Linked DNA regions of Gossypium hirsutum: regions 1 and 3 are each linked to region 2. The links are chromatin contacts, called in public Hi-C maps. All regions are on one chromosome and are shown on one strand. Each heading gives the region's core, a stretch centred on a gene start, on an enhancer-like site or on the middle of the called end of the contact. The rest is flanking DNA. Distances are from core to core; before and after follow the strand shown. Region 1 holds the start of LOC107888821 (40S ribosomal protein S6). Region 2 holds the start of LOC121209955 (ras-related protein Rab11A). Region 3 holds the start of LOC107913415 (peroxidase 17).

Region 1 (4,206 bases), core at 397-2,896, 220 kb after region 2:
CACCAGATTTGGTTGTAAAGGTTCGGCGATATGTATTAACATATTTCCGAACATCATCTTCCTTAGAGAGGTTGAACAACTTCCGGATTTTCGAAGCTCTCTTTGGACCCCTCATTCTTGGCTTCTCAGTGTCGGTCAATCCAGGAAGATCATTTTCACCCTTCTTAACAATAACCAAGTTCAGAACTGAAAGATCTTGACTAACAATGCATCCGCGAACTGACTTCCTCCTTCGCTCTCCATTTCTCCTACCATACCCACGGAAGCAGGGAGTACCTATTCAAAGAAAAACAATTGGTCAACAAGTAAAAAACATTTCTATACAAACAAACAAATGCAACTAATTTGCAGTCTACAGACCTCTGTGAAGCAAAAGACGAACACGGCCTGGAGTCAGAACTCCTTGCTTCATTGGAAAACCTTGCTTGTCACAGCCTCCCATTATCTTGAACACATAGCCCTTAAACTCCTGTTAAATGATATGAGATAAGAGCAAACTGCAGTTAAGATGGCCAGATTCAAAAGCATAAATTTGATAAAGAGAAACTAAAAGTAACTTGGAAACATACCTCGCCAAGGGCATCACCACTGACTTCTTGGGAGATCCTCTTGTCAAAGAAGGCTCGGCTGCAATATCAAAGTTCCAAGGTCAGAAATTTTTCTTCCTCAGGAACAAATACGCTCGCAGTACCTCGCCCCAAGACGCTAAATGTAATAAGCATACTGTTAAAACTATGGTTAAAGGGTACAACACAGTTGAATTTCCTTCGCATTGTGGTAGCTTGACAAGAACTAGTCCCAAAAGGAAACCTAACTTAAAAAATATATGGCAAGAGAAAATAATTACAAAATGTATTATGCTAGCTCATTTTTTGGGAAGTATAAACAACTTTTGCCTTCCACTTTGCTTTACAAATTCTATTATTAGCAAAAAATTCATATAAATTTCATTAACCTACTTTCTACCTTTGAATTTGCTTCTTCCACCCATATTTTGCGCATCTCTAAATACTCTAAAAATTCAATCTCACTCAATACGAAAAGAAGCATGAAAACTCAACTGGGTGTTTTCGCCTTTCAAAATATAAGACTAATATTGAAATTTAGAGCAACAAAATAAAATTAAACCAAACAATTTAAAACCAAAAAACAAAAAAAGAGAAAAGAAAATTACAGTTTCTGGTCATCGTCAATTTCCAGCTTCTTCTGGCAGCCAGTAGTCGGATTTGCAATATTGAACTGAAACAAACAAATGAAGAGAATCAACAAAAACCCAAAAGGGACAGAAATATCTTCTTTTTCCTTAATAAAAAGAAGCGGAAAGAGGGGTAAAACCTTCATTTCTGTTTGATGGTTGTTTAGAAACTAGACCCTGGGGAGAACTGCCGCCGCCGAGACTGCTGCTGCTCTCTTGCTAACTTAAGGTTTCGAGGGTTAGGGTTTTCGGGGAGGTTTAAATATAAAGGAAAATAATCTGGTGTTATTAGGGAAGTCTGTAAGTTGGTCCGAGTCAACCCAGATTCACGAACATGGATATTTTGTGGGTTCGGATTTACTTACTGCTCATTGTAAGCCCAAAGTAAAATTTGATCTATCAGACCTGTTAATCCGTGGATGTAGCAAAAAAAATTAATTTAGATTAATGGTAGTGTAATTATTAAGATAGCAATTATATTATAAAGTATGTAAAATGTAATTATATAATCATATAATTTTAAATTTTAAAAAATATTAATTATTTTTAAATTATTAATAATAAAAAAATTCTTTAAATAAATAACAATTAAAATCAAATCATTTTAAATAATACATTAGTCTAATAAAATATTTAACAATACAATTATCAATAAAATTAACAAGAAAATAAATATCTCATACAATTTTATCTAATTACTCTAACATTCCATATTTATTAAAATATTCTCTCCAACATTAAAAATATACTTATTGTTATCATCATTAGGTCATTCACCAAGTACGAATAATTAATAATAAATACTATGCAATTTTAATTAGATTCAGTATAAATAAATTATAATATATATACTACTGGTTTGTTTCTTGTTCAGGTTTATCTTGATATTATTTTTTTAAAAAAAATTAGAATATATATATTTTCTCAAATAGTAATAAAAATTAGAAATATATTTTCTCTTATTGTATTTATTTATAAAATCTTCGAAATATAAAAATAATAATTTTTTTGATAATTTTTTTCTACAAAATAAAATGTATAATTGCTTAAATAATTTATTTTATTTTTTATTGAAATATAATTTTTTAGAACAAATAAAAAATAATAGAGTCTAATTTTGTAATTTTAATAAAGGAATTTTTTTAAATTTTAAAAGTCTGGAAAGAATAAGTACTTAATTTAGGAATATTGAGTACTTTAAAATAATTTAACAAAAGATGGATTGGTTTAAAAAGGAATTTACCCATTCGTAAAAGTTATAAATCTTTATTTTATTGAGTTACGTTCATTTGGCATAAGATCGGTTATTCTAATTGAATGAAAGAATATTTTTTTTTTCAAAATTATTAGTTCAATTTGATAAAAAATTAATATAATGGATGTGATTAAAATAAATAATTTGTATATAGCAGTTAATTTAAGAAAATAGTCATATAATGATGATGATATGCGTCAATTAATATTTGGTTTTAATTTTATACATAAATAACATTTTTGTTATTGATATCTTCACCTACATAATTTTAATTAATAATAAATTTAATTATCTTAAATTTATAAATAATATTATTTGAAAATTTTCAAATATTTAATAGTTTTATAAAATTAAATTTTAATCCATTAATATATGTGCTTTATCTTTGATGCCCAACTTTGGGGTATTTTGGATGCCCTTACCTTTCTTATAGAACAGGGAGTGGAAAAATTTTGATACATACAGATAATCTCGAGGGGTGGTGCAAGCAATAACAACGAACATTCCAACTATTTCTTCCTCAGCTCTGGTGAGGCGAATCCAAAAGTTACTACAGAATAAAAAATATTGGGTGGTTTGAGTTATATGTATTTAAGCAAATGGTGCTTTTGATATTGTATGACACAATTGAGTCCTTTTAATTTTTATTTCACCAAAAAAAATAATGTAATATTATTTTAAATTATATTCCATTTTGAAAATAACAAAAATATGGAGGTAAATAACACAATTACCGTGTTTCATCACAATTAAGTATGTCATGTATCAATAACTTAAGCCTCCATGTCACTTGAGACATAAGACCTTGTAATACATATCCTATCTATGTTGTTACCTCTAATTTTTCAAGTATTTTGATATAACAAAAAGTATATTAAAAATTTCCTACTTAGATTTTCAAAAATTGTTTATAAGTCTTTAAAATTATTTTCGAATTGTTGGACAAAATAAACTTTTAAAAAGCCTTAAATTAACTTAATTTTTAACAAGTCTTTGAAGCCTGAAGTGCAACAGCCTGATTTTGGGTCTAGTCGAAATAGTGGTTTTGGAGCCACAAATCTAACGTAATAAAATTTATTTTTATTATTTTTTATAGTCTAAAATTTCACGGAGTGATTTTGTAAAAATTTCGTTCGAAAATTTCGACATTTGGGCACTCAATTTAATCAAAAGGACTAAATCGTAAAGAGTGCAAAACTTGAGTTCTAGAAGCTAGAGGTGTCCAATTGTTATGAAATTTTAAATTGGAGGTCCTTAAATGGTAATTAGACCATTCGATAATTTTTTGGACAAAAATGAATATGAAATAGGTGAAATAGAATATTTTTAAGTTAAGGGCATTTTGGTCATTTAGAAATTAAATGACTTAATAAACAAAATAAAAGCCAAAATTTCTTACCCATCTTCTTCCTTGGACAAATTTTACATGAAGAAACCATGGCTAGGGTTTTCCAAGCTTCCAAGCTCGATTGTAAGTCCATTCTACCCCGTTTTTAATGTTTTTTACATTTTTGAAATCCTCGTAACAAGATCTATCTATTTCTACCATTAATTTGAGTTATGGTTAAAGTATAGGGTTTTGACCTATGATGAACATGTGTGGATTTTGATGATTAATGGTAGAAAATGCATGTTAGTTGTTTCTTAAACGACTTTTGCTAAGTGATTTTCGGTGAAAACGCCTAAAAGGACTAATTTGTAAAAGTTATAAAGTATGCAGTAAAAGTGTGTTTTAATGGAAATTGTGGGCTGATAT
Region 2 (3,764 bases), core at 274-2,773:
AATGTATTTTTAATAAAGCATGCAAATCATACCATAAAATTTTTAGTTCCTTAGGAAAGTTAAGCATGCATGAAAGTTTAAGTCTCTAAAATTGACTTAGTAGTTTCTTGAGGCGAAATCCTAGGAAGCATGGAATGTTGAAAATGATTTAGGCAACTTTTGTTTGGACCATTTGAGCCTTTCAAGCCTACCTTGATGAATTTTTATCCTTTGAAACCCAACTTTGAGACTATATAGCCTAATTTTATTTGAACCTTTGCAATATTTAGCCATCACTTTTCTCTCAATTATCTTTAAATTGTCCCAAACACTAGACTCGGTGCTATTCATAATATTCTTTGAAACAAGTTTGGGGGAGTTGAAAAGAAGAATCAAATGCTCAAAAAATTGTAATACATACAGCAAAATACTCGTGAAATTAAAAAAAAAAGAAAAAAAAGAGAGCATATGTACTCGAAAGAAATAGATGTATAAAAGAGCATGTGAAAGCGAAATAAGTTGGTGTGTTGAAGGTAATTATTTCAAAGGTCCGATTCAAGCTGAGTCTAGAGTTTTTAGCCTAAATTTATCTATCTTTTACCTACCCCTAGCTTAGCCATGTTACAACCTATTTAAAAGAACTATTGATTCAAGTTTCTATGCTACCTACATTAGTGGAGAGAAATTGTTATGTTCAATATATGAAGGCATAAATTAAACTTAATGATTGCAGCACGAAAATATACACATTTTTCAAAGGTGTTTTCTGATAAATTCTTTTCAAATTTGTGCATTACTCAGGATGAGCAATGAATTAAGTTTGGGGGTGTGGAAACACAAAAATATACACATTTTTTCATGCCCTTTTTAACTCAAATTCATGCAATTTCGATAAAATTCTTGTAGAAAAATATATAATTATTATAAAATAATTAAATTACACTCAAAATATGAACATGTTGAATTTTAATTAATTTTATATCAAATTTTGATTAATTTTAATTCTTTTCGACAGATTCGGGCAAAGGGCGAAAAATGGCTCAACGGACATTGTTAGAAGCGCAAAACTGAGAAGCAATTTTGAAGCATCAAGGTTACTTAATTTTTCAACCTAAGACGGTCCAAATTATGTGTATTAATTCATAATATAATTAATTTTCATTTTAATCCAATTTAATTTGGATTAAATAAATTATTATTAATTAATTATGAAAAGGGACCCAGTTGATTTGAATGGAGAAAATCGATCTAACCGAACATTGGGAAGCCCAAAACCGTCCACATGCTGACCCAATCAGCTTGCTTGGCTGATTATTTGGCTTGCAAAATGGCCCTTAAAAACTCCTCTAAATTGCATTCAAACCCCTCCACTATTTATGCCTTTCTAGATTTGCCTCTACCTTAAAATAACATATTTGAAATCTTCAAACATGCCACGTGTGGCCGGCCATGGGGGGAGTCTTTGGCTGCTTATTTTGGCTATTTTTAGCAGCCTTTTCAACCTATAAATACCCCCTTGGCTGCTCACTTCAAACACATCTCAACCCTTCTCATCTCTTCACTTCTCTCTCATTTTTCTCTCTTATTCCCTTCCATTGTTCTTCATTTTCTTCCCCTGTTTCCTTTCTGATTTCACCTCTTGAAAAAGAGTCAATCAACCACCATTTCAAGCAGTATTCAAGTGTTTGTAGAAGCCCCGGTTCGGCAAGAACAAGCAGAGAAGGAGGAGTAGAGCAAACTAGTCAAGCTAATGAGAAAATACCAGATTTGATTCTTGTTCCCTGTCCTTTTAATTTTTTTGTTGTTATGATAAACATGTCTATGAATATTTGTCATGTTGAATAGTTTATTTATTTGATATGGCTTGAATTTAATTTGTGTTAGGTTGATTGCATTTCATCTACTTGAGTTATTAAAATTGTGTTTGTGTGGTTATGGGCCTTGGTAAGATGTTTGATTAAGTAAAACCATGACCAAGTTATTCTTTCATTACAATTGTAAGGTAACCAATGAATTAGTTATTTAAACTGATTGAAATTGTAATTAATTGACGCAATACTTAATTAGTGCATGATTAATCATCTAAGGTAACTAACGACGATGAAAACAAATTTTTAATAGATAATTTTTTTATTAATATAGACATAAATCTAATGATTTTTAAATCATTTGATTTTATAATTAGACAATTATTTTTTTGAAAATGTGTTGTAAATTTTATTTAAAATATTGTGAAGTAATTTTTTAAAAAAATTATAAACCTAATATAATATTATCTAAAAATTACGTATATGAAATATTAAGTGAAAAATGTATTTCAATAAGTGAAAAACATTTTAAATTTTTTTTTCACACGTTTATAGCACCATATGTTTTGAAATGTTTATATAAACAATCAAATAGGTTTATCACACAAGTATGCAAATTAATATATTATATAAAAAAGTATAACTATAATTTAATAAATTCATTATATTTTACTCATGTATTTAAAAATTAATTAAAAGTAAGCTTAACATTTACTTGTTTTTAAAAAATTATTTACCTTTATCTCTCAGTTAAATTTATATGAAAATGTAATAAAACTTTAATTTCAAATATGAAATAATTTTTGTCAATTTTTTATATATGACTATTGAACTCCTAGATTGCTTTTATGAAAAAGATATTTATTTTTCGATTTCTTTAAATCTATAATTTACTTATTAATTTTATATTTTAACATATATGTATAAGTTTAATATTTATTAATTTTAATACTATTTTAAAAATATTTTAATAACATATGCGATTTTAATATATTATTTGTCAATTACTTATAAAGGTTTAACTTATATTATTTGTAAATTCATTATATTTAAAAAGTATTAATTTAAATTAATTTAAAAAATTTAAATTATAAAATACAATAATGGTATAAAAAGTTTAATGTATATTTTTTTATTTTACAAGTTATCAAAAAAATCGTCATGTGTCTTTTTTTTAAATGTTTATTTTTTAAAATATTTTAATATATCTTATAATATAATTGTGAACTTACATAATCTAAAAACTTCACCTTAAATGTATGAAATTACAAAAAGGGTTTATATTTGGTTGGTTGAAAGCAAACGGATTAATGTCTGCTACTCACTGGATTATCATCTCATATGTAGTCTAAATCCTGATCCACCGAATCCCTCCTCTCCTTCCTAATGAACAAATTGTCTTTCTCATCAATTATTTAGATTTTAGACTTTCACTTTGCCTTTCACAAGACAATAATCTAAAACTCAACGTTACCAACTGTGTCCTTCGGCTCTTAGCTATATTTCAGGCCGAAACAAAACAAAACAAAACCAAATCAAGTGAAATAAACAAGACTTAGAAGTAGAATTAGAAGGGAAAATGGCTAGTGGAGGAGGGTATGGGGACCCAAGCCAGAAGATTGACTACGTTTTCAAAGTAGTCTTGATTGGTGACTCTGCCGTCGGTAAGTCTCAGATTCTTGCTCGGTTTTCCAGAAATGAGTTTAGTTTAGATTCCAAGGCCACCATTGGAGTTGAGTTTCAGACTAGAACTCTTGTTATTGAACACAAGAGTGTCAAGGCTCAGATCTGGGACACTGCTGGTCAAGAACGGTACTTTTTTTCTTACTACTACTACTACTACTACTACTAAGCTTTTTAGCTTTTCATGAAGATTTGTTTATTTCTCCTTTTTGCTGAAAGCTTTTTGGGTTTTTCTTCTTTTCTCTTGGTTCTTTCATAGATCTGTAGTTTGTGGACAGAATTATAAGCTTTCAA
Region 3 (4,034 bases), core at 277-2,776, 170 kb after region 2:
CTTTCTCAACAATCTCATCATTTTTCACCCAATAAATAAAGAAAATTATCTGCCCTCTCTCTTTAATTCTTTATCTTCAATTTTGTCTAAATGGATTTTTTTTTCATCCTATTCTGTTATTTAAATATTTTTAATGTTATAAATTAATTGGATACTAATTTAATTGAATATAATAATTTTCTTAACCTTTTCATATATAAAAAAGTTTATTTTAATTTGTCATTTAATTTTTCATCTTTTTTAATATTTAAACTTGTATTATTTATCAAATCACCTTAAAATGAATGAAAAATTTAATATTTGTTAATTTTACTGCATGTAAATTGCCACGTTAACAATTAATTAATTTTTAAAAATATTAAAAAATAATTTTTTATATATTTTTATACTTTTTAAATAAATATAATAATATTTTTGAATTTTTAAAATTTTAAAAAATAATTATTTATTGATGTTGGATTCACATGTATATCACGTCGGTAAAGTTAATAAACATTAATTTTTATTTATTTATTTTGGAGTTATTTGACAAACAATATAAATTTAAAGACTAAAAAAATTAAAAAAATTAAATAAAAAATTAAAATAATTTTTTTATAAATTTAAAAGTTCAAATAAATTATTATACCATATTATTGAAAAATTACCGAACGATCAGAATTATTATTTACAATAATTTTATTTTAAAAATATCATTGCATAAATATTTTTATTTTTTTCATTCGCATAGTAAATCTACCATAAGAGTAGTTTTAGTTTAGATAACTGAACAAATTTATCAATCCGTTTTTTTACTATGGTAATTGCATTATCGCACTTTTCAGTTCATTTTAGTTTAAAAGTAACTCTGATGAAATTAAAATAAATGGTATTACTTTTTGGGTTAGTGGTTGATATATCGGTAAAGTAAATGTATTTTTTTATATTTATTTTTTAAAAATATTTTACTATATTTATAAGATACTCTATTTATAAAATTTAAAAATTTCACTAAAAATAGGAAAAATATTTTTTTCCAAATTTAATATCTTCTTAAATAGAGAGAATAGTACTGTTTGTCTTATCCATACAAAATCTTTTTGGATTTCAGTTGATATAAACTTATAAAAGAAAAGAATTTGTTAAAAAACGCATATAGTTAGTAATTTTTAAAAATTAAGAATTTAGTTTATGTATTTTTATTTTTAAGAATATAATTGTTTTTTTAATTTTTAAATTTAGGTTAATTACTTTTTGTTAATTTCAGGTTAAATATAAAATATTTTTTAATTACATAATTATTAAATGAGTAATTTTTTATTTTAGAATATCAAAACAATAAATTTAATAAAAAAATTAGCATTGGAATTAAATCTTAAAATTAAAAAAAAGTAAAAGAAACTAAATTGCAAATAGATAAATTAATTTCTTAATTTTTGAAAAATACAGAATTATAGGAAAAAAGTTTGTAGTAATTTTTCTTTATCATTGTTCTCTCTGTACATCAAATGATAAAAGAACATCTATTTAAATCTTAAATTCACATCCGTTCCGAATTCCATCTTTAAACAACTCACATCTCGTATCCCTTGTTAAAAAGATTTATCATATAGAAACCAACCAACACTATCATATCCCACCCATAGCTCCACGATATAATACATTCAACAAGTTTAAGAAGCCATTCAGAAAAACCTAAGTTGGTCTATTAATTTCAGACAAACCCATCCACCCTAGTCCCTCACCTCAAAAAAAAAAATGTCTCTCTATCCTTCAGTGCTGTTTGTCCTACTAGTGACAATGGCGGCCGCAGAGACTCTCCGACCAGGGTTTTACGCTCAAACATGTCCAGAAGCAGAAGCGATAGTGAGATATGAGATGATGAAGGCCATGATTAGGGAACCGAGAAGCGTTGCCTCCGTCATGCGCTTTCAGTTCCACGATTGTTTCGTTAATGTAAAAAAACCTTTTTTCACCCAAAAAAAAAAAAACTACACATATATGTTTTAATACGGCAAGCTACCAATAATTTGTTTGCCTTTCTTCCCCTTTGTGTGTTACAGGGTTGTGATGCTTCTTTGCTGCTAGATGATACGCCAAACATGCTTGGGGAAAAACTAGCTCTTTCCAATATAAATTCGCTAAGATCATTCGAGGTTGTGTATGAGGTGAAGGAAGCCTTGGAGAAGGCTTGTCCGGGCATCGTTTCTTGTGCGGATATCATAATCATGGCCGCCAGAGATGCTGTTGCTCTCGTAACTATTCCTACCTTTCTTATCTTCCTATTTTATTATTCTTAAAAATATACGCAACACTTTTTCTTCTTTTTATTTATATAAAAAGCTATATGTTAAACATTTTGCCAGAAATTCAGCATGAATGGGCGCCTTTTGTCCCAACTTTGTCAACTAGGGCGATTGATAAACTTAAAATATTGCCATAAATTATTATAATCTTAGCCCCATCCAGCTTTTGTAAGAAGAATATTTTTTTCCACTTAATGTTCAAAAAAATAGCAAAGATTAGTGATGTTACAAAAATTAAAACAATAGTAGCATTACTTTTTCCATAAAAAAATAGTAACATTTCTTGCACTTAACGTTTCACAGTCATCAGTTACGAAGTAATTATAGTATTGTAGCTGTTAAGTCCACTTGCTTTTCCCTCTTTTTGCCTTCCCCAATAGCCGTTTTTCATTTTATTTTCTTTAATCTTAAAAAATTTCACGAAAATAAAAGAAAAAAGATTGCATGTGCTGGGTTTACTCATTTGTGGCCCTCCCAGCCCAACAGATCTGGTCCGGCTTGGATACGACTTGTATTTTTTGTTCAATTTGACTTGCACTGAATTCTAAAAATTTAATTCTAAAAAGATATTAATATTAATATAGGTTTCTTGAGCCTTAAAATCTTTTAAATTTGGACTACAACTCATGTACATATATATTTAGTAGGGATTTGAACCTCTAGATTATCCTAACTTCTTAATCCTTCTATTTTTGGTTATCAAGTAATTAATTCTACTTAGTGGAGTGAAAAAACCCTTGGAAGTTTGACAGTAGCAGATATTACTAATTGTATTTTGTTTTAAGCTAACTTTGTTAGTAACTTTCTAAGCCTTTTGCTTTACAATTTAGAGACTTTCGACTTAGGATACGAATCTGATTAAATTAACTCATTTATTATTAAAAAATAATTAAATAAATCTAAATTTAAATTATTTTGTTTGGAATAAAAATGTAAATGAAAAAAATATTAATTTTTATATTATTTTAAGTAGTAAATATTAACTTTGTTTGATTCTTTTTAATAGCATATAAATTATATTAATTCGAGAAATATATTGGGTTCTCCATTATGATTTTGTGTAATTCACCTAATGGAGTGGAGGAGTTGGAAATTTTTTTTTGAGGTCAGAATTAAATTGTATAATTTGTATAATTTTACGATAATAAAAATATAATTTTACCATTTTAATAGAGTATATATATGATCTTTATAAAATTTTATAAATTATAAAAGTGATAAATGAAAATCTTTGGGGACCCCGGCTCCCCCACTGATTTTTCACCGGAACTGATGTGGTTGGAGTGTGAGTTAATGCAGGCAGGGGGACCCGACTGGGTGGTGAGGCTAGGAAGAAAAGATAGCTTGACAGCCAGTCAAGAGGATTCCGACAACATAATGCCAAGCCCAAGAGCTAACGCAACTTCTCTCATCGATCTCTTCACCAAATTCAATCTATCCGTCAAGGATCTGGTAGCCCTCTCAGGCTCACACTCCATTGGAGAAGCAAGGTGTTTCTCAATCATGTTCAGGCTCTACAACCAATCAGGCTCCGGCAAGCCTGACCCTGCCATCGAACCAGGGTTTAGAGAAAAGCTTGACAAGCTTTGCCCACTTGGTGGAGATGAGAATGTGACCGGAGATCTGGATGCAACACCCAAGCTGTTTGATAACCAGTATTTCAAGGACTTGGTTGCAGGGAGAGGGTTTCTGAATTCGGATCAAACTCTGTTCACATTCCCACAGACCAGAGAGTATGTGAAGCTATTT

The links. A called contact is a pair of places that touch in the nucleus more often than the background predicts.
Region 1: a Hi-C map of leaf shows a contact between it and region 2, with 4 times the contacts expected there. The contact joins the promoter of LOC107888821 here to the promoter of LOC121209955 in region 2. A contact is called at or near these places in 7 of 34 Hi-C or Micro-C datasets (anther, hypocotyl and leaf).
Region 3: a contact with region 2 is called in a Hi-C map of leaf, with 1.8 times the contacts expected there. The contact joins the promoter of LOC107913415 here to the promoter of LOC121209955 in region 2. A contact is called at or near these places in 3 of 34 Hi-C or Micro-C datasets (all in leaf).

Annotation. Positions count from the first base shown.
Region 1 is chrA11:49,316,102-49,320,307 of Gossypium_hirsutum_v2.1, forward strand. It overlaps LOC107888821 (40S ribosomal protein S6), which reads right to left and starts at 1,647. Exons shown (of 6, transcript XM_016813050.2): 1 at 1,336-1,647; 2 at 1,175-1,239; 3 at 570-627; 4 at 361-469; 5 at 4-276. The coding sequence starts at 1,341.
Region 2 is chrA11:49,094,238-49,098,001 of Gossypium_hirsutum_v2.1, forward strand. LOC121209955 (ras-related protein Rab11A) reads left to right here and starts at 1,524. Exons shown (of 2, transcript XM_041081996.1): 1 at 1,524-3,599. The coding sequence starts at 3,367.
Region 3 is chrA11:49,261,676-49,265,709 of Gossypium_hirsutum_v2.1, forward strand. LOC107913415 (peroxidase 17) reads left to right here and starts at 1,527. Exons shown (of 3, transcript XM_016841989.2): 1 at 1,527-1,935; 2 at 2,043-2,234; 3 at 3,585-4,034. The coding sequence starts at 1,738.